Regions from separate parts of the Rattus norvegicus genome. Here region 1 is linked to region 2. A link is a contact called in public Hi-C data. All regions are on one chromosome and are shown on one strand. The core of a region is the stretch at or near the end of the contact, and the rest is flanking DNA. Distances in the headings are between cores, read along the strand shown. Region 1 holds the start of Trappc12 (trafficking protein particle complex subunit 12). Region 2 overlaps Trappc12 (trafficking protein particle complex subunit 12).

Evidence for each region. Hi-C and Micro-C count contacts between places; a contact is called where the count stands out from the background.
Region 1: a Hi-C map of frontal cortex shows a contact between it and region 2, with 1.6 times the contacts expected there. The contact joins the promoter of Trappc12 here to the enhancer-like site in region 2. A contact is called at or near these places in 2 of 12 Hi-C or Micro-C datasets (frontal cortex and prefrontal cortex).

The regions. Positions count from the first base shown.
Region 1 is chr6:51,110,940-51,117,683 of GRCr8, reverse strand. Trappc12 (trafficking protein particle complex subunit 12) reads left to right here and starts at 2,387. Exons shown (of 12, transcript NM_001398781.1): 1 at 2,387-2,489; 2 at 4,837-6,074. The coding sequence starts at 4,842. It overlaps Eipr1 (EARP complex and GARP complex interacting protein 1), which reads right to left and starts at 857. Exons shown (of 9, transcript NM_001012192.1): 1 at 745-857. The coding sequence starts at 786.
Region 2 is chr6:51,057,374-51,063,334 of GRCr8, reverse strand. Trappc12 (trafficking protein particle complex subunit 12) reads left to right here. Exons shown (of 12, transcript NM_001398781.1): 7 at 540-612; 8 at 2,463-2,536. Among named protein-coding and RNA genes, the nearest start is that of Adi1, 25 kb to the right of the region's middle. Within about 2 kb of position 3,189, at least 34 of the 93 cell types and tissues checked have an H3K27ac peak or open chromatin away from gene starts, as enhancers often do.

The DNA of each region.
Region 1 (6,744 bases), core at 1,138-3,637, 55 kb before region 2:
TGTGTTCAAAAACACACAATATTCAAGGATTTTATTTTTATGGAAGGATCACAAAAGAAAGGAGTGGGGGCAATGAGGCTACACTGGATTTGATCCCATCTAGATGTCAGATGTAATTCCCAGGACAACAAAGAAAATGATCGGAATAGACAAGAGTCAAAGGCAGGGAGTGTAGATTAGGCATCCTGATTCTTAGCACGGGAGCTCTGGGTACACAGAAAGGCGCTAAGAATAGCAGAAATCTCTACGAATTCTTAGCAAATCATGGTTTAGGTCTGAAGAACTCCCTTGGGAGATGGAAACCCCCATCCCACTATTGACCCGAATCTGTAAAGAGTTTAATAGCTATTGAAATAAAAAATTCATAAGGAAAAAACGCAAGTATATTCCCAACCTGAGTGAACAAAATGCTTCATAACACCCAGCCAGACAGCACTCCCCTCCCCCGAGGTCCCTCTTTGACGCTCTTGTTTTGAGCAGTATCCAACACACACCTCAATGCTCAATAATTGCTACTCAAGGCCCCAGAAGTACGAGTGTAATGAAGTTACCTGAGGAGCCGAGTGTTCACCCTCTGCCATCCATGCCAGCCCTGTGCCTCACTCGGCTACACTCCCCGCACATACTCTCTCCCCAAATCCCGGCCTTGAAGCCCAGAATCCTTGGAACCAGACTTGAGTGAGCGCGCTCGCTGGTGAGGGCCAGGCTCTGCCGGCGCCGACCCTCAAACTCCGCCATGCTCACCTGAAATTCCAGCCCGTAGATCACCGGGGCGTCGTCTTCCATGATACTCTGCCTGCCGAACTACTCAAGCCTTAGAGCCCGAGTCCCGCCTCACCAGGGATCGGCCAGAACCCATTCATTCCCGGCCTAAAAATGGACTACGAGCCCGAGACCGGCTCCCTGACGGCTCACTTCCTGTTTTCTTTGCCACGTCATCAATACTCTCCTCCCCGGTGGCCAATAGCAGCTGTGCCTCTGTTCTGCGCATGCTCATTTGGGGCTCTCATGAGGGCCTGCTGCTCCTTGAGGTCCTGGGTTGGAGGGCGGGGCCAGGAACAAATGCTGCGGGGCTGTATGGCCATCAGGGCAGCGCTCTTAAGCTGTAAGATGCTCCCTGGTTCTCAGATCCTGAGCTCTAAGGAGAGCAGTTAAATTGGCATTTTGGTTGGCAGTGCTTTACTCCTAAACCGTGGTCCTGGGCACCAGGGCACTGCCCAACCTACTGCCAGGACCTTTGATTCAGCCTCAGAAGCAAGCTCTTGCAAGTCCATTTAAAGATAAGCAGCTGCAAGCTTGAGTCAAGACGATAGTGATGATGTAGGTGAGCAGGGAGGTACAGCGAGCGGTGTGCACGTCGTCACACGACTACCCAGTTGTGCACAGCGACACAGCTAAGCTCACAATCTACACTATCCAGAGCATTCCGAGATGGAAAGCTGTATGTCCTGGCATGGAAAACACTGCAAGATTAGAATGAACATAGGAAATTAACTGGCCTGGTTCTATGAAGTTCTGAGTCTTATGCACGCGTTTCTTCTGTGTCTGTGACTGTTGCCAGTATCTCTTGACAGCGTGACAGCAGTTTCTGTGATGCTACCATTAGCCCCAATAGTAGTCACCCACTGCCAACCCGTGTCTCACATTGACTTTCTGATAAAACCTCTCTCCACTAGTTCCTACCAATCCCAAAACTATAAAAGTTATGAGATAGCACCTGAGGCCTACAGCAGAGTGGTCCCTGCTGTGTGGTAACCCACCTACCCACTGCTTCCAAAGTGTGCTTGGCAAGTGTACGGGTTTTTGTTGTTGTTGTTGTTGTTGTTGTTGTTGTTGTTGTAAAACGTCATCAAGTTGTTATCGTGTTGGGCATAATTTAAGGTTTGGAACCTGAATCAATGTTCCCAAACTATAGTCACTCAACATTGGCTCCAGAATAAATTCTTCTCCCCTTTGAGATGAGAGCTGTCTTTTTACATTGTCAGGAGAAAAAAAAAGTGACACAAAAAAAAAAAAATCAAGAAAGCAAGGTCCTTGAGCTGAGAACAGTTCTCAAACACGAGTTTAGCAAGCAAGGCTGACTTTTGACACTCCTTACTCCTCCCCACTTTACAGATGTTAGCACACATTGCCATAGACACAAGGTAGGAAATGTGGAGAATCAGCAAGCACAAAGACAAAGTTCTAGGAAAAAGCATTCTTGGTGGGTGACAGGCCCAAGGACAGATGACTTTCTTTAATCTCAGGACCATCCTCTACACAATTTGGTCCTAGGCCCCGCCCACAGCTCTTGGGCCGGAAATGCACCCGGTTTCCTTTGGAGAGCTAGCAGCTCCCGCACTGAGCATGTGCGGAAGTCGGGTCTCAGTGGCTAGAATACGCAGGCGCACAAGTGCGGGACCTTGGATCTTGAGTTTATTTCCCGTCTTCCGTCAGCTCTTCGGACCCTTTTCGCCTGTGGGTGAACGGACCTCAGGGGCGGGTGGCAGGTGAGGAGCGGGTCGCAGTGAGGAGGGTCGCCGGGACCCTCGATCTTCCCACGGAGGGCGGCGTCCTCGCATAATCACCGCTCTCGGCCACGTAGAGCAGCCCCAGCAGGGGTTGATTTCTTTGGGCTTTAGCCAATTCTGAATGCTCCCTGTGGTTTTGGACAAGGCACACACCCTCCTGGCCTAGGTTTTATGTGTACAAAGTGCGGGGTCGTGAGCATGCTTAGTAGGTCCCCGCGTTATATCACCAGTTCCCATGCTATGTTTTTGTATTGCCCCAACTTTTGCTCCTGCTGTCCTCGGTCTGTCATGTCCCCACAATTAAGCACTGCAGTAAGCCAAAGTCGGGAGAAGAGATAGAGGATGGGTTGCCTTAGAGAATGAGTAGTGTTGTGTGGGCAAAGTGATTCAATCCTGTAAACCCTTCGTTCAGGAGATTGCAATGGGAAAGATTTTAAGTCTGGACTAAATAGGGAGATACCCCTACTCCTCAAAAGAAAAAAGAATAAAGTCTAAAAACTAAAACAAGAGTTGACAGGATGTCTCGGTGTCTGCCACCAGTGCTGATAGCCTGAGTTGGCACAGGGCCCACATGATGGGAGAAGAGGATTGCTTCCAGGTGATTGTCTTCTGACCATAAATACACAAATGAATAAATACAGTAAGACAAGGCGTTGGTGCTGAGCCTGTCAGCATTTGGGAGGTAGAGGCAGGAAGTTCAGGAACAAATTTAAGGCCAGTTTAGGTTACCTAAGACCTTGCTGTATAGAAACAAATTCTCACACATATTAAAAGGCTAAGTAAATGCAAAAAAAAAAAAAGTATCAGCCAGTGTGTAGTGAAATTGGAGTGCGCATACTGCTGTTGCAGGAGCTGGGGAAACTGCAGTAGAAAAACTGCAGTTCCTTCTGAAAATAAAGAAGTGATTACTATTGACAGTGGTGGCTCACACCTTTGCTCTCAGCACTGAGGAGACAGAGGCAGACGGATCTCTGAGTTCGAGGCCAGCCTGGTCTACAGAGTGAGTTCCAGGTCAGGCAGGGGTACTCAGAGAAACACTGTCTTTAAAAGCAAACAATCAAAATGTGATGGCCATGATCTAGCGTGTTGGTCTCTGGCCATTGAAATAGTAATTTGCTGTACCAAAGAATTCAAGCCAGAGGCTCAAAAGTAAACCTACACATCCTGTTCACAAAAGCACTGGGCACAATTGCTAGAGGCTAGAAGAAGCCCAAGTATCCACTTAACAGGTAAATGCCACACGCCTGCAGTGCCTTTGCTATTCACCTGTCAGAGGGAAGGGAAGCCCGTTCATGCTGCAGCATGGGTGTTCTGCACAGTGAAGAATGAACTATGGTGGCTGTGCTTTCCAGTTCCGATGAGTGGGCATTTAGGAGGCAAAGAGAGAGAGAGCACACAGCAGACTGAAGCAACCTGTAGACAGCAAAAGCTCATCCAGTCAGGGCTCACAATAGCCAACAATAGAGACGACTACCGCAGCCTGATTGAAAGAGGGAGCAAAAGGCATCAAGTTGGTGCTCACAACATCCCCCATGAGTCTGCTGTCGGAGCAGTAGTCCTGCTGGAGTTCTGAGTGGAGGGTCCTGGGCAGAGCAGAGCAGTCTCCATGGATGAGCTTCATAGTCTGTTGCCAATGGTTACCTTCTAGCTGTTGTCAAGAGCTTGTTTTTACTGTCAAGATGTGTTGCTGTTCTCAGTACCCAGACAAGGGCCCTTAGAGGACAATATGAGATAGGCATGGTTGGGCCTGAAATGGGGGGAAGGAGAGGGGTAAATTCCAGCTTCACAGTAAGGGCAGACAGCACTTGCTCACTGCTACACTATATATCGCAGTGGACCAAGGGTGCCATGATGAATGCTTTATGATTCTACTTACTTGAGGTCCCTAGGAAAAATAAAAGATGGGAAACAGGATGGTGTTTGCCTGTGTGTGAGTTCAGGGGGTCATTAAATGGGTATAGAACTCTTCGTTTTGCAAGATGACCAAAATTCTGGAGATAAATTGGACAATAATGAGAATGTACTAAATGTTACTAAACTGAATGCTTAAAAATGGTGGCTAGTAAATTTTACGTGTATTTTATCCTAATTAAAAATAAGTAAACTAGAAAAACTTTTAATTTTGTGCCATTTACATGCAGAACTGTTAAACATTTGTTTCATTGAGGGACAAGATAAAAAGCACAGCCTATGTCTTGGAACTGCAGAGGTTGTGAGTTCAAGTCCACCCAGGTTACGTGAGAGCCTCTCTCAGAAAAGAAAAGCAAGTTACTTACCAAAACATGAAATAAACAGAGGTGTGAGTCACGACTATCTCTATTTTTAGACAACATGGAAACAGCTAAGGATGGTGAGCAGAGCCCAAGTGAGGCATCTCCTCCAACCCAGGCCGGTCCTGAAACCATCTCAGAGCCTGTGCCTCTGGAGGAGGAGGGTCAGCCGCTGTACCATGAGGAGACCATTGATCTCGGTGGAGATGACTTTGCGTCTGAAGAGACGGAGCCCACATCCGAAGGTTCTCACAACTTCGGAGATAAGCTTAATGAACACATGATGGAGAGCGTGCTCATCTCTGACTCTCCGAACAACAGCGAGGGTGATGTGGGCGACCTCGGCTGTCTGCAGGATGTCGGGGAGCCGCCCAGAGGTGCCACCGACCACAGACTGCCCGATAGCACGGACAAAGAAGTGGTGGACACCCTGAGTAATGGCAGTGAGACCGATGGAGACGATACTCCCAGAGACATCTCAGACATGACCCCTGATAGCAGAGCCTCCCTGAAGGAAGACTCAACCCAGGAAGATGTGCCGGCCATGCCTGCACTGGAGAATGCTGGCACGGAGGAAGTGGGGCCTAAAGACAGCCTTGTGCCCCGAGAAGAGCAGACCTCAGAAGTGTCCTCCAGTCAGTCCTCCTCCAAAGACGAGCCCTTGCCTGTCTGCACCATCTTCAGCCAGGCCACCTCCACTTCCTCCCAGCCACACTTGTTTCTACAAGATGGCTTCGAGTCCCAGATGGTGAAATCGCCCAGTTTCAGTAGCACCAGCGAGACATCAGCCAAGACCCCTCCTCCCATGGTCCAGCCCAGTCCCAGCCTGAGTACATTTTTCGGAGATACAATGAGCTCTAATTCCTTGGCCTCTGATTTCTTTGATTCCTTCACAACTTCTACTTTCATTTCGGTCAGTAATCCCAACGCTGGTTCCCCGGTCCCAGAAAAGCTGGCTTCACTCACTGCCCCTGTAGGGGAAAAGTCACCCGATTCCACCAGCCCATCTTACTCTACAAGGATGGATAGATCGGAATCTGGTGTCTCTCGGGCCGCTCTGGATGTCCCTGAATCTCCAAAGCCATTCTCACAGATCCAGGCTGTGTTTGCTGGGAGCGATGACCCCTTCGCCACAGCCCTGAGCATGAGCGAGATGGACCGGAGGAATGACGCATGGCTTCCCAGTCAGGCAACCAGAGAAGTCCTGATGTCAGTAGCAACCCAGCAGTATGGCACCGTGTTCATAGACAAGGAGAACCTCACTATGCCCGGCCTCAAGTTTGACAACATTCAGGTAAGACGAGGCATATTTCTATGTCCATATGTTGTCACTGGATGTAATCTCTTTCTAGAAACGTGTATAACAGGGAGACCTGTATTAACTCTGGCTGCCCTAGTTACTAAGCTTGACAACAGCTATAACTGCAGCCTCCTAAGCAGAGCATACCGAGTGTGCTTCTTAGGCATGTAGGTCCTACCTACTTCTTACTTCCTGGAGCAGCAAGGTGGCCTTCAGTGCCTTCCAGTGTCTGTTGTTTACCCTGCTCCCTTCCTCTAGCCCATGGAATGCAGGGGAGGGCGGGGCAGGAGGCCTTAACCTAATGGTTCCCCAGAGGGTCAACTTGAGGCAATGGTTGGTTTACCCTAGTTCTCAAAAGCACTGGGAGGTTAGCAAATTGCTAAGTGTCTGCAGGGTCTGGGCAGTGTTATATAATGAAAGAGTATCTTCTCCAGATGTAGGCCATTAAGAAATTGGCCAAGGCCAGGCCTGGTGGGGCATACCTTTAATCCCAGCACCCAGGAGGCAGAGGCAGGAGGATCTTGTGAGTTCGAGGCCAGCCTGGTCTACAGAGGGAGCTCCAGGACAGCTAGGACTAAACAGAGAAATCCTGTCTCGAAACATGACTGAGCAGGGCTACCTTCAATGAGGTCAAATCTGGAGGCTCTATGATCCACCCTCCTCA
Region 2 (5,961 bases), core at 1,940-4,439:
CAAAGTAATAATAATAATACCAATAATAATTAATCTTTTCCTCACACCACAGGGACCATAGCAGCTTTTCTTTCAGGGAAAACCCAAATACAGATGAAACAAAGGAAGGTTTTAACCAAACAATAAAAACTATGCAAAGTGACAGCTTCACAGAATGGACCCAGTGCTAAAGGAAAGACTGTAAGCTGGGTGGCACCCTGGAGGAGGGCGGGGCTGATGTTCCCACAGAAGTTAACCACTCTTGTGTGCAGCACATGTGATGCTTTTCATGAAAAGAAAAGCTGGACACCCACTGTGTTCCGTGTCTGAGAAGGCTCTGCGAGTCTCACAAGCCTAAATTCCACCAGAGAATAGGGCTCCACTCTCCTCGTCACCTCCTGGTAACTGGGCGACATCACAATGCAATAGACGAGTCTCTGTGAACATTCCCTGCCTGATTGGTTTTCACCCAGAGAAATTTGCTGTGTCTGAAACTTATGATGACAGCGCAGCCACAAATCCACTTACAATTTTGTTGTCCTTGTTTGAAATGTCTGCAGATCCTGGCCAACTTGGAGCAAGGCTTAGCTGAAGACGGTGGTCTGAGCAGTGTCACCCAGGAAAGCAGGCAAGGTGAGCATTGCCCTTCTGATAGCTGAACACTGATCACTCAGGTTTGCAAGGCTCAGCAGTACAATTGGTTCCCACTCTTACCCAACAGTGAATGATCCCTTCCCCCGTTTCCCAGGTAGCATCTACTCTGGGTAGACGAGAGGAAGAACGAGGGGTTTTACCCAATGATGAGAAATACAAACAGGCTGAGGATGGCCCAGCCCAGCTCCTTGGTGCACTGGGACTTTCCATTTGGCTGGGCAGATCTGCATAACAGGAGGGGAAGGGAGCCACAGTGTGAACTGTCAGTGGCTGAACATCCCGATCTGTCATGCTACCTTGACTGGCAGTCAGTCACCTGTGGACACATGGTGGACTGTAGGGGCAGATCAGCCGCTAAGAGGATTCCGTTTGCTGTAATGAAGTACCCAGCTCTGGTTAATTTATAAAGGAGAGAGTCGTACCTGGCTTACGGTTCTGGAGTCTGGGATGCCCATGAGATGGTGCTGGCATGTGGCGAGGTCTTCTGCATTGTAACAGGAAGTAGGCAGCACACGATGAGACAAGGAAGTGTCTTCTTAGCTCCGTTATAAAACCAGTGAGGCCAGGCATGGTGCCACACATTTTTAATCCCAGCACTTGAGAGACTGAGGTAGGCAGATTTCTGTAAGTTTAAGGCCAGCCTGGTCTACAAAGCAGGGCTACACAGACAAACCCTATCTCCAGAAACAACAACAATAGTAGTAATAGTGATAATTAATACATAAATAAACCATCAACATGTGGCTTTAAGGATTATGTCCCCAGTACATTTCTACCATAGCAGTTATTCTGGCTACAGTATGCTGAATACCCCAGCAAGGAGCCAGCCAGTCCCTTTCAGTTTATGATTCCCTGGGTGTGAAGGGTCAGGTGTGTATGTGTGCTGCGTACCAGGTAATTGATATGTAATGTATGCATGTGTGGCATGGGTGTGTGTGTGTGTGTGTGTGCATGTGTGCATGCATGTGTGTGCATTTACGTGAGTATGTCCTGCTGATAACTAGACTCTGAGACTTATCTGTTTGCCCGAGTTGATGCAGGCAGTGCACCTCAGCTCTTACTCCTGATGATCCCAAGAACGATCAGTCAGCCCTCCCCTCACATCAAATGTCTATGAAGGGATCATTCCAAGCACAGTGAGTTCACATAGAGCCAGTTTGAGAACCAAAGAAGAGATGGTCAGAGAAGGTTCTGAACCAGGAGATGGTTGGTATCAGACCTGAGCAGAGAGGTGCACTGTTTGTCTGCTGCATCCATAATTGTGGCTACCAGACATATCCTGTCTTCGAGTGGGAGTGCTTCTATCCTTCTATCCATGGAGCATTTTTGTGGCCACTACCGGTGTCCACCCTCAGTAAAGCCTGTGAGAAAGGCAGACCAGTGTTGTTCCTATCTGAAACTAAAGGCCTAGGAAAGTGGTCCGTTCCAGGCTGCAGAGACAAAACTGCCACTAAACCCAGCTTCCATGCAGCTGCTGGACACAGGCGGGCTGTGTGCATGGGTCAGCCTCGACCCTGGGCAGCAGACGTGCTGTGTCTGCATCAGACATGCTCACAGGAGTAGGGTTGTGGGCTCCCGATTATTGCTTGGCCTCTGTCTAAGCTGGGCTGTATTTCCTGCTGCGTCTGTGCAGATGGTCTCTTATGGGAGCCCACTCTGGGCATCCCACTGAGAACACTGTCTCCTGTGTCCAGTGAAGCATAGGGTGAGACCTGGTGAGGATAGACTGGGAGGCGGGGGCTTCGTTCCAGCACATGGGGTGCGGCAGTTGCCAGCTCGCTCGCAGGAGCACAGTTGCTTGTGCACACTCACACCTCTCTCTCCTGCAGCCTCTGTTCAGCTGTGGAGGTCTCGTCTGGGCCGAGTGCTGTACTCCATGGCAAACTGTCTGCTCCTGATGAAGGTATGTGGGCGGCTGAGCTGTAGTGCACCTTGTTCTAGCAGACAGTGTCAGCTGGAGGCTGCAAGAGGTGCTGTGTGTTCCGACAGGCCTGACAAGGAAGTGAGCCGTGGGCCCCGGCAGTGTTCATCATGGCCTAGATTGCTCAGTAGAGTTAACTCTCACTTGGGGGCCTAACTTGTCACTTTAAAATTTCCACAGAAAACAGTTTATATTACTGAATTTAATTGCACGGGCCTAGGTCTAAATGTTCTAATTAAAACTGCTCATTCCACCACCACCACCACCCCCCCCCCCCGTTTTCCTCTGAACTCCATCCAGAAAAGTGTCCTTTGTTCTGCCTGTTTTAGTGTGAGGGTCATTTTTTTTAAATGATTGATGGTTTTGACATCTGACGGCAGGCTTTCCCACCAGACCCACTTGTGAGAAGCTCTCTCTGAGCTTTGCACCTGAGGAGCCAGTGTGAATCAGGGAGCCCAGCCGGGCTGTCAGTCACTGTATTTCCAGTCTATTCTCCACCCAGGCCCTGCCAGCGCAGGCAGCCGTGTCTTCAGGCTTCTCTCTCATTTTGAATACGTCCCATGCCTGGCTTGCCTCCCGCCCTGGGCACGGGGGGCCTGCCACAGAGCTGGCGGCCTTGCTGCCAGCTGCAGGCACTGAAGCCGCCACAGAATCTGTCAGCAGCAGACGCCCAGAGCAGTGCCTTTAACACCTTCCGAGCTGTGGTGAGACAGCTCATCACTCCTCCCACAGCCAAGGTCATCCTGCTCTGACTGAGCGTCCGCCAGCGGGCAGCTTACCAAGTGGAAAGACGTACCCCTCGCTTTAGCCCGACTGGCAGCCCTCCATGCGGCCATCTCCTTGCATTTGGCAGGAAAGTGTGTGGCCACAGCCCAGCCATAGGACAGTGTGCATCCTCTGCACCTCTGCAGACGTGTGATGTGTGACATTGGGTGTAGACAGGCTCATCTGGTAGGTGACCTTGACACAGGAAGAACAGGTTTCCTAGCATCTCTCCCAGCCATCGTCCTCATAGCTCTTTCCCACTTCTGAACACATTACAGATTTTGTAGTTCTGTGCCTGAGACATTTGCACATGGTCTGTTGCCTGCAGGGCCACTTTGTTCTGGTCTCTTCTCTCCGCTGCCTCCCTGGTGACATCATTGCAGAGCCTGCCCCACCTCCCCGTGTGCTGCCGCCCTCAGCCAAGAGGGGCCTGCTTCTTTCTGTCCCACTGCCCCCTGTACAGGCCTGCCTCTCAGCACTGCTGTGGCCAGTGGCAACCTTAGAAAACACAGTGAGCATCCAGTGTCTCCTGGGCGTCTCTGAGTCTTGGTTGCCAAGCCTGCTTAGGCTTACAGCACTGGTGGTACCCAACCACAAGCTGAAGCTCCTCAGGGAGGAAGTCACTGCTCTGCTGCAGGGCACTCAGCTTGCATTTCTGAGATGCTGTGTTAGAAAGTAGTGTAATAAAAATGCGTTTCTTTGTTTTACTGCAGTAGTGATACCATCAGTAGTGTAGGCACAGGCAGGCACCAAACGTCTGCCTGTGGCATCCTGTCACCCAAGACTCAGTACGGGACAGATTATCATGTCTCAAAAATACTTCCACAGTGGATGTAATTTAAATTAAAAGTTTGGTTTAATCTTGATTTTTCATGAGTTAAAGGGGTGAAAGAAATGTTCTGAGTGAAGTGGATGCGAGCACATGCGTTCTGCTGCCATCTAGTGGACATAACCAGTATTACCACAGTAGCTGGGCTGCATAGCGGGGCCTGTGCTAGCTAACAATGACCTAATTAATCAGTCTTTTAATGATAAGAAATCTGCTCATGTGTTCCAGTTCTGAGTGTCCCACAATATATTTCCAGGAATACTCACTTGCAAGACAAAGCCCTCTGTTCTTGCATGTGATATCCTTGGGTCTCACAGGAGCCTTAAGATACCTGTGCCACTAGAGTGAACCAGGACACTCTTCAGCTTCACATCCCCTTACCTCCCACACAACATTCTGACTGCTGTGGCTTCTGTTCTGCCACACACAGGGTGCCTCCTGTTTGCTTAGGTCACACCTCATAAAGCCTTTGTTGGCAACAAAGCAGCCATTAATGTGATTTAGCAGTCACTCAGCCAATGAAGTTTTTAGGTACAAGTCAGGCAAGGATGAATCTTACCCACATATGAGTGTCTGTATTTCTATTCAAGGGCAGGTGGGTGTAGTCAGAAGAGTAGAGTGGGTACTCCCCAAGAAGCTGTTGTCAGCTGCCGTCCAGGTTCCCAGAATGAATGATTTCACTGAATAGTAACCAACTAGAAGTCCTCAGCAGCCCTAAATACGCCTTCTAACAAGCTCGCCCCGACCTCTCAGGCTTGTTGATAAATGCTAGCACTGTTGCTGCTGGCACCTACGTGACAATCCCTTCTCTGCTGCTGCTTTCTCTGATCAGTCTGAACCCTATGGATCTAACCTGCCTCCTAGGAGAGCTGTAAAATCCTATCAAAGCTGGGCATGGTGGTACCCACCTTTAATCCCAATATGGGAGACCGAAGCAGATGGATCTCTTGGAGTTCAAGACCAACTGAGTCTGTATAATTATAGTTAATACAGAACCATACAGTAAGACTCAGTCTCAAAAAAAAATTATATGTAATGGGTATATTTATGGCCTGTTTCTTTTCTGTTGGGCTATCCTCAGTAGCAAGTACCCCTGACCCTGGGCAAGTTTGAAAGGCAAGAGTGCCAATCAAAAAGCCTAGGATCCTAGCAGGCTTCTACTGAGGCATACCGGCCCCCATGCTCCTACCCTGGCTCTGTCCACAGCTGTCTGTCAGAAGCATCGTGAGCAGAACGGAGCCCAGGTCAAGATGGCCTGTACTCAGGTACAGCACTGGGGCTGGCAGTCTGCCCTTTGCTCACTGAAGTCAAATGTAAGGGTACATACCAGGTTAGAGGGGATACCAGGATGGATCTTAGGGGCCATGACCTTTTGGAGGGAAGTAAGACTGGCTGCTGCTCCTCTGTGCAGCGACCTTGACCCCAGGACAGTGGTCTGAGAGCAGGTCCACAAGCTGCACAGGGATGCTGCGTCCTCTCAGCCATGCCCCTGGCTTCCCAAAGGCAGAGGAGCTGTCAAAAGCCTTCTCTTCTGACGCCTCACAGTACATGCACAACATACACACGTGCACCTGCACACACTCACACGTGCACCTGCTGGCACAATGAGAAATAAGGCAGGCTGGCCTTGGGCAGCAGTGACAGGCAGCAAAACGTGGTGGGAGAGGAAATCAAGGCATGTGTGGTCTGGCTCCTTGTGAGCATCAGGCCTTGAATAAAATTAGTTTTAACGAGCTGCACTTGAAGGTACCAGACTGGAGAGTCTTCATTTTTTTTCCCCTGCCAAACTGGAATTTTACTTGTCGTCTGTCTT